Linked DNA regions of Rattus norvegicus: region 2 is linked to region 1. Evidence: chromatin contacts called from public Hi-C data. All regions are on one chromosome and are shown on one strand. Each heading gives the region's core, a stretch centred on a gene start, on an enhancer-like site or on the middle of the called end of the contact. The rest is flanking DNA. Distances are from core to core; before and after follow the strand shown.

Evidence for each region. A called contact is a pair of places that touch in the nucleus more often than the background predicts.
Region 2: a Hi-C map of liver shows a contact between it and region 1, with 1.9 times the contacts expected there. The contact joins two enhancer-like sites. A contact is called at or near these places in 2 of 12 Hi-C or Micro-C datasets (kidney and liver).

Annotation. Positions count from the first base shown.
Region 1 is chr1:262,436,162-262,442,146 of GRCr8, forward strand. No RefSeq gene overlaps it. Among named protein-coding and RNA genes, the nearest start is that of Smndc1, 33 kb to the left of the region's middle. Within about 2 kb of position 2,435, at least 27 of the 93 cell types and tissues checked have an H3K27ac peak or open chromatin away from gene starts, as enhancers often do. A contact at or near this core is called in liver, where this site is marked.
Region 2 is chr1:262,517,258-262,523,242 of GRCr8, forward strand. No RefSeq gene overlaps it. Among named protein-coding and RNA genes, the nearest start is that of Dusp5, 24 kb to the right of the region's middle. Within about 2 kb of position 2,969, at least 19 of the 93 cell types and tissues checked have an H3K27ac peak or open chromatin away from gene starts, as enhancers often do. A contact at or near this core is called in liver, where this site is marked.

The sequences.
Region 1 (5,985 bases), core at 1,185-3,684:
ACTGTGGTCCGTTCTATACGATTCCAGCTGGACAGAACCCAGGGCCTCACGCATGCTACTCCAACACTCCGACTCACCTACGTTTCCAGCCCGACAGACTTCTCAAGCTCTTTGCTCAGACTCATGAAGCGGCTGCCCCGTGCCTTGAACTTGGATTTTTTTGTCACCTCATAAGTCGTAAAGCCTGGGTTCAGTCCTCAGCTCCGGGTGGGTGGGTGGAGCTGTATCGCGGGGGGGGGGGGGGCTTGTCTCAGCCAGCTTCTTAGAAAAGGTAGTAAAATGGAATTCTGGGAATCGGGTCCTACCGGAAGCCCCACACTAGCAGTAAAGATGGACCAATAGAAGAAAGACAAACTTCCAGAAGGAAGTCGGTTTCCACAGACCTATCTCCTGGCTTCGGACTCATCTTTTCTGTGGGTTATATCCCTGCTATAGGCAAGAGGAAACAGATTAAAAATTTCTTCCCAGTTTTCACCCCCCCTCCCCCCCAGTTTCCACTTCTGTGTGTGTTTCCTCTTAGAGGAAGTGAGCACTCAGACCCATAGGTAAGCTTTACGGCAGAAGAAAATGTTATGGTAAAGAACGGATGGAGACAATGTCTGTCAGAGGAATTACCACAGGTCAGGAGTGGGCACACTATGGCCTGCTGGATAAACATGGCCTGCTTTCTGTTTTTGTCAATAAAGTTTTATTAGCACACAGCCTCCTTCATCATTTCCATACCGTCTGAGGCTACTTCCACACTCCAACAGGAGAGCTGAGTAGTCATGGTGGAAATTGAGACCGGTAAGAGCTGAAGTGCTTCACGTTTGACACTCTCCACCAGATGGCTCCACTGGGGTCCAAAGACTGAATGTCTTAAAATTGGGACTGACTTCATGTCAGGCAGTTCACAACTACCTCTAACTCCAGCTCCAGGAAAACTCAACATCTCTGTTCTCCACAGTCACACACAAATGCATATGTGCACATACCCGCACATACATACACATAATTAAAAAGAATAAAAACAGGTGCTGGAGAAATGTTTCAGTTGCTATGGGCACTTGGGATTCCTCTAGAGAACCCAAGATCGGACTGGGGAGATGGCTCAGCGGTTAAGAGCACTGACTGCTCTTCCAGGGGTCCTGAGTTCAATTCCCAGCAACCACATGGTGGCTCACAACCATCTGTAATGCTGATTCAATGTCCTCTTCTTGAGTGTCTGAAGACAGTGACAGTGCATTCATATACATGAAATAAATAAATAAATCTTTTTAAAAAAGGAGAAGCCAAGTTCACACTTACATGGCTCCTCCTAACTGCCTGTCTAGACTCCTTGAACACTGCACACACATGTAGTGCACACACTATATAGGTAAAACACTCATTCACATGTATGTATACATATATGTACACAATATTATATATGTATTATATATAATTTTTTTAAGTTGGGGGTCTTCCACAGGGAGAGCAGGGAAAGAGTAGAGGGATGTCTCCCACCAAGTACAAGTTGGGCAGACTGCCACTCACTGGGTAAGTAGACCTCTGAGCACAGCTGTCTTAGAACTCACTATGTAGACCAGGCTGGCCTCAAACTCACAGAGATCCATTTACTTCTGTCTCCCAAGTACTGGGATTAAGTGTGTGCTGTGACACCCTGCCACAAAAATAAATTTTATAAAAATAAAATAAAAATATTTTCCTTTCTTTCATTTTTTTTCTTTTTCTTCTTCCTCTTCCTCCCTCTCTCCCTCCCTCTCTCTCTCTCTCTCTCTCTCTCTCTCTCTCTCTCTCTGAAAACTAAAGAAAAGGAATCACAGTTCCTAGTTACAGTTAGTAAGGGACTCTTCAGAGTGACATTTAGTGTTCATAATAGCAGATTTGTACCATGCTTATGGTGTGCTAGCCAACATTTTAGATGCTTTACGCATAAGATTAGTTATTACTAAGTTCTCATGTTACTCATGAGGAAACTAGGGATAACAAGAGATCAAGTACTAGAGTTCACAGAACTAGTGTATAGTAGTCAGAGGCAGATTGCCTACTGGGTTGCGTAAGCACCCCCCCCCCGCCCCCGAACCCCCCCTCTAAGTCTCTCTCACCTTTAGGAATCCTAGGTATTCAGTGGTTCCCCCACCCCCAGCCCAAGGTATGGAGTCATGCTGGATGGAGCCCAGTGTGGAATGCTGTAACAAAGAACCAACTGTTTTTTTTTACTTACGAATTGCATTTTCGTCACAGCAAGCAACACATGCGTGTGTGACACCTGCCACTCACCTAGGAACACAACTATTTACAGGGTGCTGACTCTCTTTTGATGCACTGGCCTCTGGAGGAGGAGAGCAATGACAGAGCAAAACCTCTTCCGGAGCACAAAGTGCTCAAGCCACGGTGCAGTGATCTAAGTCAGAGTCACCATCTGAGTAAGGTGGGAGGGGATGTTGTGGGCCCCTATCACGACGCTCAGAGACTACTCAGCCAGGCCGTGAGGGACCGCTCAAGTCTGCCCAGGCTGTAGGACTCTGCTGAAAAGCCTCTTGCGATTAAGTAGAGAGACTGGGACAGAGACAAGGCACGCCCCACACCCATTAGCACCAATCAGCTACCTTCAACTTCCTGAATATCCTACCAGTACATTTCTCATCCTCCCGCGAAGGCGACTGGTGCCAGAAAATTAAAGACTTGGCGGCTGCAAAGAGGCAAAAGAATTTCGTGCTCTTCTTTTCACCTGAGGTGGGCGGGAGGAAGGAAGCGGAGCGTACTGAGGAGGAATCAGGCAGTATCTAAGAGCAGACACCTACCTACGGAACTGAACTCACTTGCCCCCTGCACTTGCTGTTTCCTGATGTTCATGGTCAGACTACGCCTGCTGCTGCTGGGGAAAGGAGAGAAGCTGACTGCTAAGGGCAGGCTGGTCCCCAGCTGTGGGTATCAGGGCTCCCCAACAACCCCAACCCCCGCAGGAGCCTCGGAGGAGAAAACGGGTTGTACCTCACTGTTTTCTTTGTTGGCATAAGTCTTTCACCCCACCTCTACCATCCCAACACTGAGAGAAATAAGAGGAAGGATGAAGAATTTGGTCAGGGTTCCTTCCTTGTGTGAGAGAGTTATACACAGCTGCAGCCGTGAAGTTGTGGGCGTCAGGTTTAAAAAAAAAAAGAATATATTCCACTTCAAACTAAATGGGGGGAAAATCATGTGAATACTAGACTGCTCTCTGCGAAGCGCCATTATTTGCAGGCAAACCCAGAAGGCAGAAGGACCTGTTCGAGTTCCTTAATCCTGCTTTGGTACCTGCAACCCTCTGGGGAAACCTATGCTTATAACCTTGACTGACAATCCCTCAACCCTTAGGGGGCAGGCTAGCTGGGATCGGAAGTGGGGACAAGGTGCCCTCACAGATCCAATAGGCTGTTAAAGAACGGCAGAAGACCTAGAACTCCAGAGAGTCCACTTTGGATGTGTGCCTTTGCTGGATGGAACCTCAGCTTTGAGGGACTGGACACCACTCACCATTCCTCCGTGACCTAGAAGTTGAAGCAAACACCCAGCTACATTCAGGCCTGTCTAAGATTTCAAAATGAAGGGGTTGGGGATTTAGCTCAGTGGTAGAGCGCTTGCCTAGAAGCGCAAGGCCCTGGGTTCAGTCCCCAGCTCCGAAAAAAAAGAAAAAAGAAAAAAAAAGATTTCAGAAATGAGGGACAGAGGGCATTTATTTCAGGAGCCAAAGTCCAAAGTCACATGTCTCAGCTTTAACTACCAAGTTGACACAGCCAAGAGTCACCCAAGAAGGCAGTCTCAGTTGAGAGATTGCCCAGATCAGATTGGCTGGTAGTCATCTCTATGGGGGGGAATGATCTCAATTGTTAATTGATAAAGAAGGACCCAGCCCACTGTGGGTGGCGTCATTCCCTGTGTAGGGAATAAGAAAGTTTAGTTAAGAATAAGCCAGCAAGGGGCTGGGGATTTAGCTCAGTGGTAGAGCGCTTGCCTAGGAAGCACAAGGCCCTGGGTTCGGTCCCCAGCTCCGAAAAAAAGAACAAAAAAAAAAAAAAAAAAAAAAAAAAAAAGAATAAGCCAGCAAGCAGCATTCCCCCATGGTTTCTGGTTCAAGCTCCTGGTTGAGTTCCTGCCTTGACTCCCTTCCATGGTGAACGCTGACCCGGAAGTGTAAGCCAAGCAGACCCTTCCCTCCTTGAAACTGCTTTTAGTCAGTGTTTTATCATAGCAACAGTTAGGAAACCGGAACACTACTCCATGCCGTTATTTATTTACATTAATGAGCGACTGCAGAGAGCCCCACATGTCAGGCACAGACACCAAGGATCCAGGCCCTGCTCACGCTGAGCCTCACATCTGATCGGGCACACAGATCTGAAACCGATATACACAAAACTGAAATCACTTTGCTGTGACAGAAGAGGGCCAGGTGCCAAGGGTGAGGTGCCAGAAGCTGAGCTGGTGGCTAAGAGGAAGTAGGCAAATCTGGGGGAAGGAGGGTGGTGGGTTTGAGGAGGGGAAGGAGTTTCCACGCACCTGCAGACTGCGCAGCGTGGGGGCGCTGAGGCTGCATCGACCTCGAGGCTGCCCCAGAGAGAAGGAGAGAGCACAGGACTCAGGTTGTACTCGTTCAGATAGATCTCTCCTGGGACTTCCCCAGGGCTACGTTTCTTTTTCTGCAGCGAGGCTCCTTACCTCCTCCCCCACACACTCTCGTTTCTTAATGTGTTTGTGCACACAGGGGCATTCCTGTTTCCTGTCTGTGCGTTTCCATGCCGTCGTCGCTGCCCTACGCACTGCACTGAGCAAAAATGCAGGTCTGAAGAAGAGAATGAGACACAAGAAAGACCTTCTGAGGGGATAGGGTCTAATTTAGGATATCCTTCCTCAGAGACCCCTCCTGGTGCTAAAGGCAGAGCAGCCCCCATGGAAAAGGGGAGGAACTGAGGTTCAAGCCCATTCTGATTATTCCATTCCAGCCTGCTAGGTCACCGTGAGCAAGTAACACGTGCACATGCACACACACACACACACACGCACGCACGCACGCACGCACGCACACATACATGTGTTGCTTCATATGTGGCACAAGAGGGATGTACTGCTTAAGACTTCATACCTGGGACCCGCAGGTGTGCTTTAGAGGGCTTAAGAACCCCTCCAAGTGTATATGAAACTTACAGAAAGGGGCTTGGGGTGTCATTCAATTCCCAGAAAGAGTTAGGGCGACATTCACAAGCCCACAATGTTCAGTTCTCCGATAATGGGGTCCCAGGTGCATTTACTGAAGATATATAAGCATTGGGACCTCAGACAGCACAGAAGGGTGGGGACCCTGGGGAAGGGAGGTCAGCTACAAACTGGAAGGCATCCTTCGTTTGTGGTAAGGTGACTCCCAGGTGACAGTGATTTGCTGCTTCCCTTCCCCCACCAATACATATTTGTTTTAACTTCATTTTGTTTCATAGTCTGGAATCCTTTTTTTTCCCCCCGGAGCTGGGGACCAAACCCAGGGCCTTGCGCTTCCTAGGCAAGCGCTCTACCGCTGAGCTAAATCCCCAGCCCCTCCTATCTTTTTCTCTTTTTCCTTTCATGTGGATTTCAGAGATGCAGGAGGAAATGACCTGAATGAGTGGTTGAGGCCGGTGGGACAATGGCTCCATACCGGGTACTGACACGGGAGTGGCTCCTGCCCTGACTCAAGCTGAGCCCACACCTTCACAGTAACAGCAAGCCGAGTCTCTCCTTCCGGCAGCCCAGCCAGCTGTGTTCTGCATGACTGAATAGGACACCTCTCACTTCCTCTGCAAACGGAACTTGGTGTTTGGATGACGCGAGACAGGTCGTTTGTGCAAAACAGCAAACCCCACCTTCGGTTTTCAACCCTGACCCAAGACCTAAAAAAAGGAAAGAAACAAAAGAAGAGCGGCATGTCATGGGGGCTGGGCTTGGGTACAGATCCTTCCAGAGTGCCTGTGCAGGGCTCCTTGGACCCATGAG
Region 2 (5,985 bases), core at 1,719-4,218, 82 kb after region 1:
ATACATGAATGGATGGATGGATAGATAGATGATAGATAGATGATGGATGGATGGATGGGTGGATGGATGGATGGACAGATAGATGGTTGTAGACAGACGGTACCTGGATAGACAGACAGACAGGGAGACAGGGAGACAGACAGACAGAAAGTTAGCACCTCCTACATTTGTCCAAGCATCTCCTCATTGCTGGTTCGAGTGAAAATCTGGAATGGGATTGGGGATTGTTCCCTGGTCCCTTCCAGCCCGTGAGTTCCTGTGACCTACAGAATGCCACCCCGGTTTGTTTTCTCTTGCTAATCCCCAGCCATTGCCAAGGCTCGATTCCTCTCATCTGCCTGTGCAGTTCACCTGCTCCTGTCTGCACTGTCCAACACTGCACGAAGACTCTCTTCCCTCAAGCCAAAGAAAGAGCAGCCGTGATTCCTTTCTCTCCCCCAGTGGCCAGTGACAGAGGGAACAAGAGGGTCTGATAAGAAGAGCTCACCCCAAGAGGGGACACAGTCAATTAGCTAGGGTAGGGTTTGGGTTTCCTGGGGCAGGACCAGCAGGGGCCTGGAGAGGAAGTCAATGTGACCTCAGGAAGCTGCTGGATGTGTTTGTTCCAGGGTACCACAGCCAGATGCTCACTCTTGGTCAGGGCTGGAGTCACTTTCTCTTTGAGGCCTTCCCTGACCATGGCCTTCCTTCCTCTCCTGAGATTTGCTTCCCACCTTAGGTGCATATCGGTCCCTAAAGTCCCTGTGGTGCTTGTCCTTCTCAGGGTTACCATTGCTGTGATGAAGCACCATGATCAAGGAGACTGGGGGAAGAAAGGGTTGATTCAGTTTATGCTTCTACATCACGGTTCATCACTGAGGGAAGTCGGAGCAGAAACTCAAGCAGGGCAGGAACCTGAGAGAAGAAGCTGATGCAGAAGCCATGGAGGGATGTTGCTTACTGGTTTGTTCCTCATGGCTTGCTCAACCTGCTTTCTTATTGAACCCAGGACCACCAGCCCAGGGTGGCAGCATCCACAATGGGTTGGGCCCTCCACCATCAATCACTAACTGAGAGAATGACCTATGGACTTACCTGCAGCCCGGTGTTACCAAACATTTCCATTTCTCCTCCTCTCTGACGACTCTAGCTTATGTTGACCTAAAGCTAGCCAATACAGAATCTATTCTTACTTTGTTTTCTGTTGGCTTACCACTCAGAATGCAAGTTTTGTAAGAAGTGACTCTTTAGTTCTCCTTGAATCTGGGTTCTGAACATTGAATTAAGATAAAAATCCTCCGGCATGGGAGGCTTGCACTCTACTGAGCAAAAGACAGATCCTACGGCTGAGTCCCTTCAGACTGAGGAGGTTGGGATCCCATCCTCTTAGGGAGAGGGGATGCTGGAGAGTGGGAGGGCCGTGACAGTTACCGCAGGCCTTTCTGCCTTTGCTATTGCTGTTCAGTAAGTATCCCCTGCTGCTAACTGTATGCCAGGGACCAGGCCAGGGGCCAGGGACACCAGTTTGTTAATTAGTCCCTGTTCATAGTTTCTCCCTGTCTCCCTCTAAGAACCACAAGACTTGGAGGCAGGACCAAGGAGCTGAGGGACTGGTGAGATCTTCTCCACTTTCCCTCCTCCAGCCCAACACAACAGTGCTGCTTCTTATTCTGATGAAGATGGGAACTTCGGCTGGTCTCAGTCCAGGATGAGCAGAGTTCAAGTCCCAGACACGTCAACAACTAGACAGGAAGTTAGGCCCCTTGGCCCACCAAGCCCTTGAGTTAGTTGGCATAGCCCTCAGGTCCCTTCTAATTGAGCCAATCTCAGTTGCCCACTGTATTCTAATACACCTCTCTTGCCTACCACTAAAGAGGGCAAACCCCGCTTCTTGTCCAGACGGTTCCCAAAGACGTTCCTCTCCTTAACTGTATATAGCAGGAGAGAGGGTGTGCTTCTGTTCCCATTTATGTCCCTGCTCTGATTCCAGGAGACCTCGGAAGCTGGTAAAGAACTCTTACCTAGAGCAAGGCACACGATGGGCCCTTGACCCCATAGGACTAATGTCCTTACTTTTAAAAAAAGAGAAACTGCTGGACTAGTATGCTGGCTCAGTGGGCAAAGCTGCTTGCTTCCAAAACAGAAGACCTGAATTCCATCCATGGAACCTGCATTGTGGACGGAGAGAACCGACCATACCAGGTTGTCCTCTGACCTCCACACACAGGCTACCCCTGCATGTATATCCTCTCTGCACACACTAGACAGACAGGCAGGCGGACGGATGGACAGATGGACAGGTGGACGGACAGATGGGCAGATGGACAGACGATGGACTGACACAGACATACATGCATACAGACAGACAGACAGACAGACAGACAGATGTAGTAAAAAGAAAAGGAGTTGCTGAGGGATAACGGAAGCGGAGGTTTGGCGTGACTAGATTTCCAAGCAAGGAAACACGAATTTCTGGCAGCTACCAGAAATCAATGTCGTGCGGTGAAACTCTTCCTGGGCCTTCCAAAGGAACCCAAGATGCCCCTTGGTTTAAAGGCTGGCCTTCAGAATTGGGAGATTATTTCTATGCCACCTAACTTGTGGCAGATTGATACTGTAGTATGCCACAGAAAGTCCCCTGAGCGGCCGGGTCCCAGCCACTGAAAAGGCTGGGCCTCTTTGGGTCGGAGTTCCTACTGTGTCCTGTGATCCATGCTCCTTGGAGACTGTGCTCACTCAGGTGTGCAGGCAGCTCTCAGCCAGAAAGACTTCCCCTCGTGAGTAGCCAAATCAAACATGCGCCCCTCCAAGCCCTCGAGCCACTTGCCACTTGGCAGTAAGAGGGCGTCAGCCCAGTTCCTGGCTGGCAGCAATGACAGGCGCCCATCTGCTCCGGAAGAGCGTGGCCTGGATAAACAGAGCTAGGTTCTGCCTCCCACAGACGACCCAGCCTGGCGGGCGGAAGCTCCGGGGCTAGGGCTGCAGGCTCCGTGTTCTTTCCATTACTTTCCACTCTAATCCCCAGCCAGGCTGGTGGCTGAAGCAGTGACGAGCTTCCTTGGTAGAGGCGTGGAACAGGGGAAGGGAGGAGGGGGCTGTAGTTGGACTGGGCATACCTCCCAGGTCACCTCTTTGAATCCCTGCTGGGTCCAAGGCCACTGCTCCCTCCATCTGCCTCCCGTAACCCCGCGCGGACCCCCACCCCCACCCCATGCCCTCGTAGAGCCATCTGTCACTCTCACCCTCTGGCAGGCGCTGTGGTCTTATGACTCAGCACCCAGCCTGAGCTGTTCTGTGGTCACTCTGGAACAGCACGGGAGGGAAGGCTGGGAAGGGGCTTGAGCTGGGAGTGGGCCAAGGGAGAAGGCACCTGCAGACCCCAGATGGCCTTCGCCAGAACACCAGGCCCTGACAGTACTGCCTTCGTCCAGTTCTAAAGTCGATCAGCTCTGCGACAGAGGTGTAGCCTCAAATGACAGAGCATAATGAAGTACACCCGGTTCTTACCTCTCTAACCCAGCCAGCCTCTGCCAGGCCCAGCCTCCAGCCTAGATGGCGTGTTTCTCCCTTCCTTCCATTCCCGTTCCTTCCTGGGTCTGGTTCAGCTCCTGGGGTTTACTCACCCGCTTTTTTGGAGGGAGTGGGGGAAAGGCTCACTGTGTTAGCTCTGGCTGGCCTCCAACTTACAGAGAGATCTGCTTGCCTCTGCCTACCAAGGGCTGGGGTTAAAGGTGTACACCGAAACATCCGGAACACCCACACATGTTTTGAGTAGGTCATAGGGACTCCACATGGCCTCTCTGCAGATTCTAGGGAGAAGCTTCGCCGCCACTGCCGCCGCCACCGCCATGGCCACCACCACCACCACCACCACCATCACCACCGTCAATACCACCACCCCAGTGGCAGAGCAGGAGTCTGGTCCCCCAACCTGGCATCCTGGGGAAGTGGCTCTAAGTCTGTCCTGAGTCAGATGCATCCTGTGCCTGTTGCTTTCTCCCAGGGTGTTTGGCTTTCCAGGAAAATCCCGCAGGCTGGGATTGTCCTCCAACAGGGAAGCTGGGAGTTGAGGGTAGGCCCAAGACCCAGGATGAGGACAGTCCGTGCCAAGCAGGGCTCCATTCAGTTCCTGCTAAGTCCTTCTCTAGAGCCAAGTCCTCACAAGTCGGTAGAGACCCAGTCATGCCACAGCCTGGCTAACAGTGCAGTTTGTGATCTGGCCTGGTTCTCTCCCTTCCTGGGTGGTCTTTATAGGGTCCTCCTAGATTCCGTCACAGACCTTAGTGGTCCTATTTCCTCCTAACCCCATTGTCCCCAAACCAACCACGACATCATTTCTTCTTCATGTAACTTTATTTCTGGTAACCGCAAGGAAGCAAGGCAGAGATAACCAAAGTAATAAATCCTGGGAAGGTCGTAGAAGCCTCAAAACTTGTGGTGCAAAAATCGCACTATGCATCTGAGCCCTGGAGCTGACAGTGAGACCTCGGCAGGATTCCTTCCTGTACCCAGGTTTCCTCGACCAGAAGAACGTGCCAAGAGTAGTTGCCCAAGCTGGCACACACCTATAGCCTCAGCTAGTTGGGAAGATAAGGGGAGAGATTGCTTGAGCCCAAGAGTTCAAGACCATCTTGGTAACATAGCTAGACCTTGTCACAGGCATGGAGTAGGGGGAGGTGGGGGCATGGAATTAGCCTGAGGGGTTGTATTGGAAGATAAATAAGGCAGAGAATGCTGCCTGAGGTAGTCTGGACACAGCCCATTCAGCCCCTCTATGCTGTGATCCTGGTAAGAATCCACTTATGTTCTCTGGGTGCACACGGTGAGCTTGGGCACAGCGGTGACGATTCCGCCTGTCACAGCCTCCCCGATGTCCATCTTCTCTGGTCCAGTCTTATGTCTTCTCTTAGAGACAGGTCATTTCTCCCCAAAACATTCCTTCCCCTCCCCTCTGTCTCTCCCCTCCTGTTGGTTTCTCCCCTCCCCCTTCCCAGGCACTAGCTATTTTCCTGGCCAACCCTCTCTCTAGGGAGAGTCTCTCCCAGGAACTCGAGTTGCTTCCCAGAACAGGAAGGTGGGCAGGAGACGGCCCCCGCTGGATGTGCTTCTGCACAACTTTGGAACAACAGACTTATAGCAAAGTTGCTATTGCTACCCACAGCCTGCCCTGCTCCCAGCTGCAGAACTCAAGGCTTCTGCATACAAGTAAACAAGAGAGAGTCTGCCAGCCTGGAGCACCTGTGAGTGCTCCACACGGTTACCACTCCCAGCAGTGGCATCCCTCTCCAGACACAGGTCTGGGCACAGGAGAGATTAACATCAGCAATGCCCCCGTGCCTCCAGCATTGATGGTCTATGGGAAACAATCAGAACCCAAGTCAGTCAAGCAACTATTGAAGCTGACAGCTACCATGAAGAAAATAAGTCTGGGTAGGGGGGCGGGGCAGAGTGGCAGCTGGATTTAGGGGAGGGGCATCCTCTGTGCCAGTGTAGCCAGGGAGGTCTCTCTGAAAAGGTGACATTTGACTGGGAACTGGTGAGGTACAATTATGAGAAGAACCAGGAAGAGGCATTCCGACTACTGAGAACAAGGAATGCAGAGACCCGGGGGCAGGAACAGGGAAAAGGTGGTTGGAGCAGAGAAGTGATAGGCAGTGGGGAGTGATAACAGAGAAGAGGATCAGGGCCGCCATGCATCTTTGTCATGGTGCTGAGTTTGTGTTTTATTCTAAAAGCAATGATCTACAAGGTAAACTTAACTTTCCTTTTCCTTCCTTCCCTCCTTCCTTTTTTTCTTCCTTCCTTCTTTATTTTCCTTCTTTCCTTTTTTCCTTCCTCCCTCCCTCCCTTCTCCCTCCCTCCTTCCCCCACCTCCTCCCTCCCCCACCTCCTCCCTCCCCCACTTCCTCCCTCCTTCCTTCCTTCCTTCCTCCCTTCCTTCCTTCCGTCCTTTCAAATAGTTGCTCACGCAGCCCAGGTTGTCTTCTGACTCCCTAAGTGACCGAA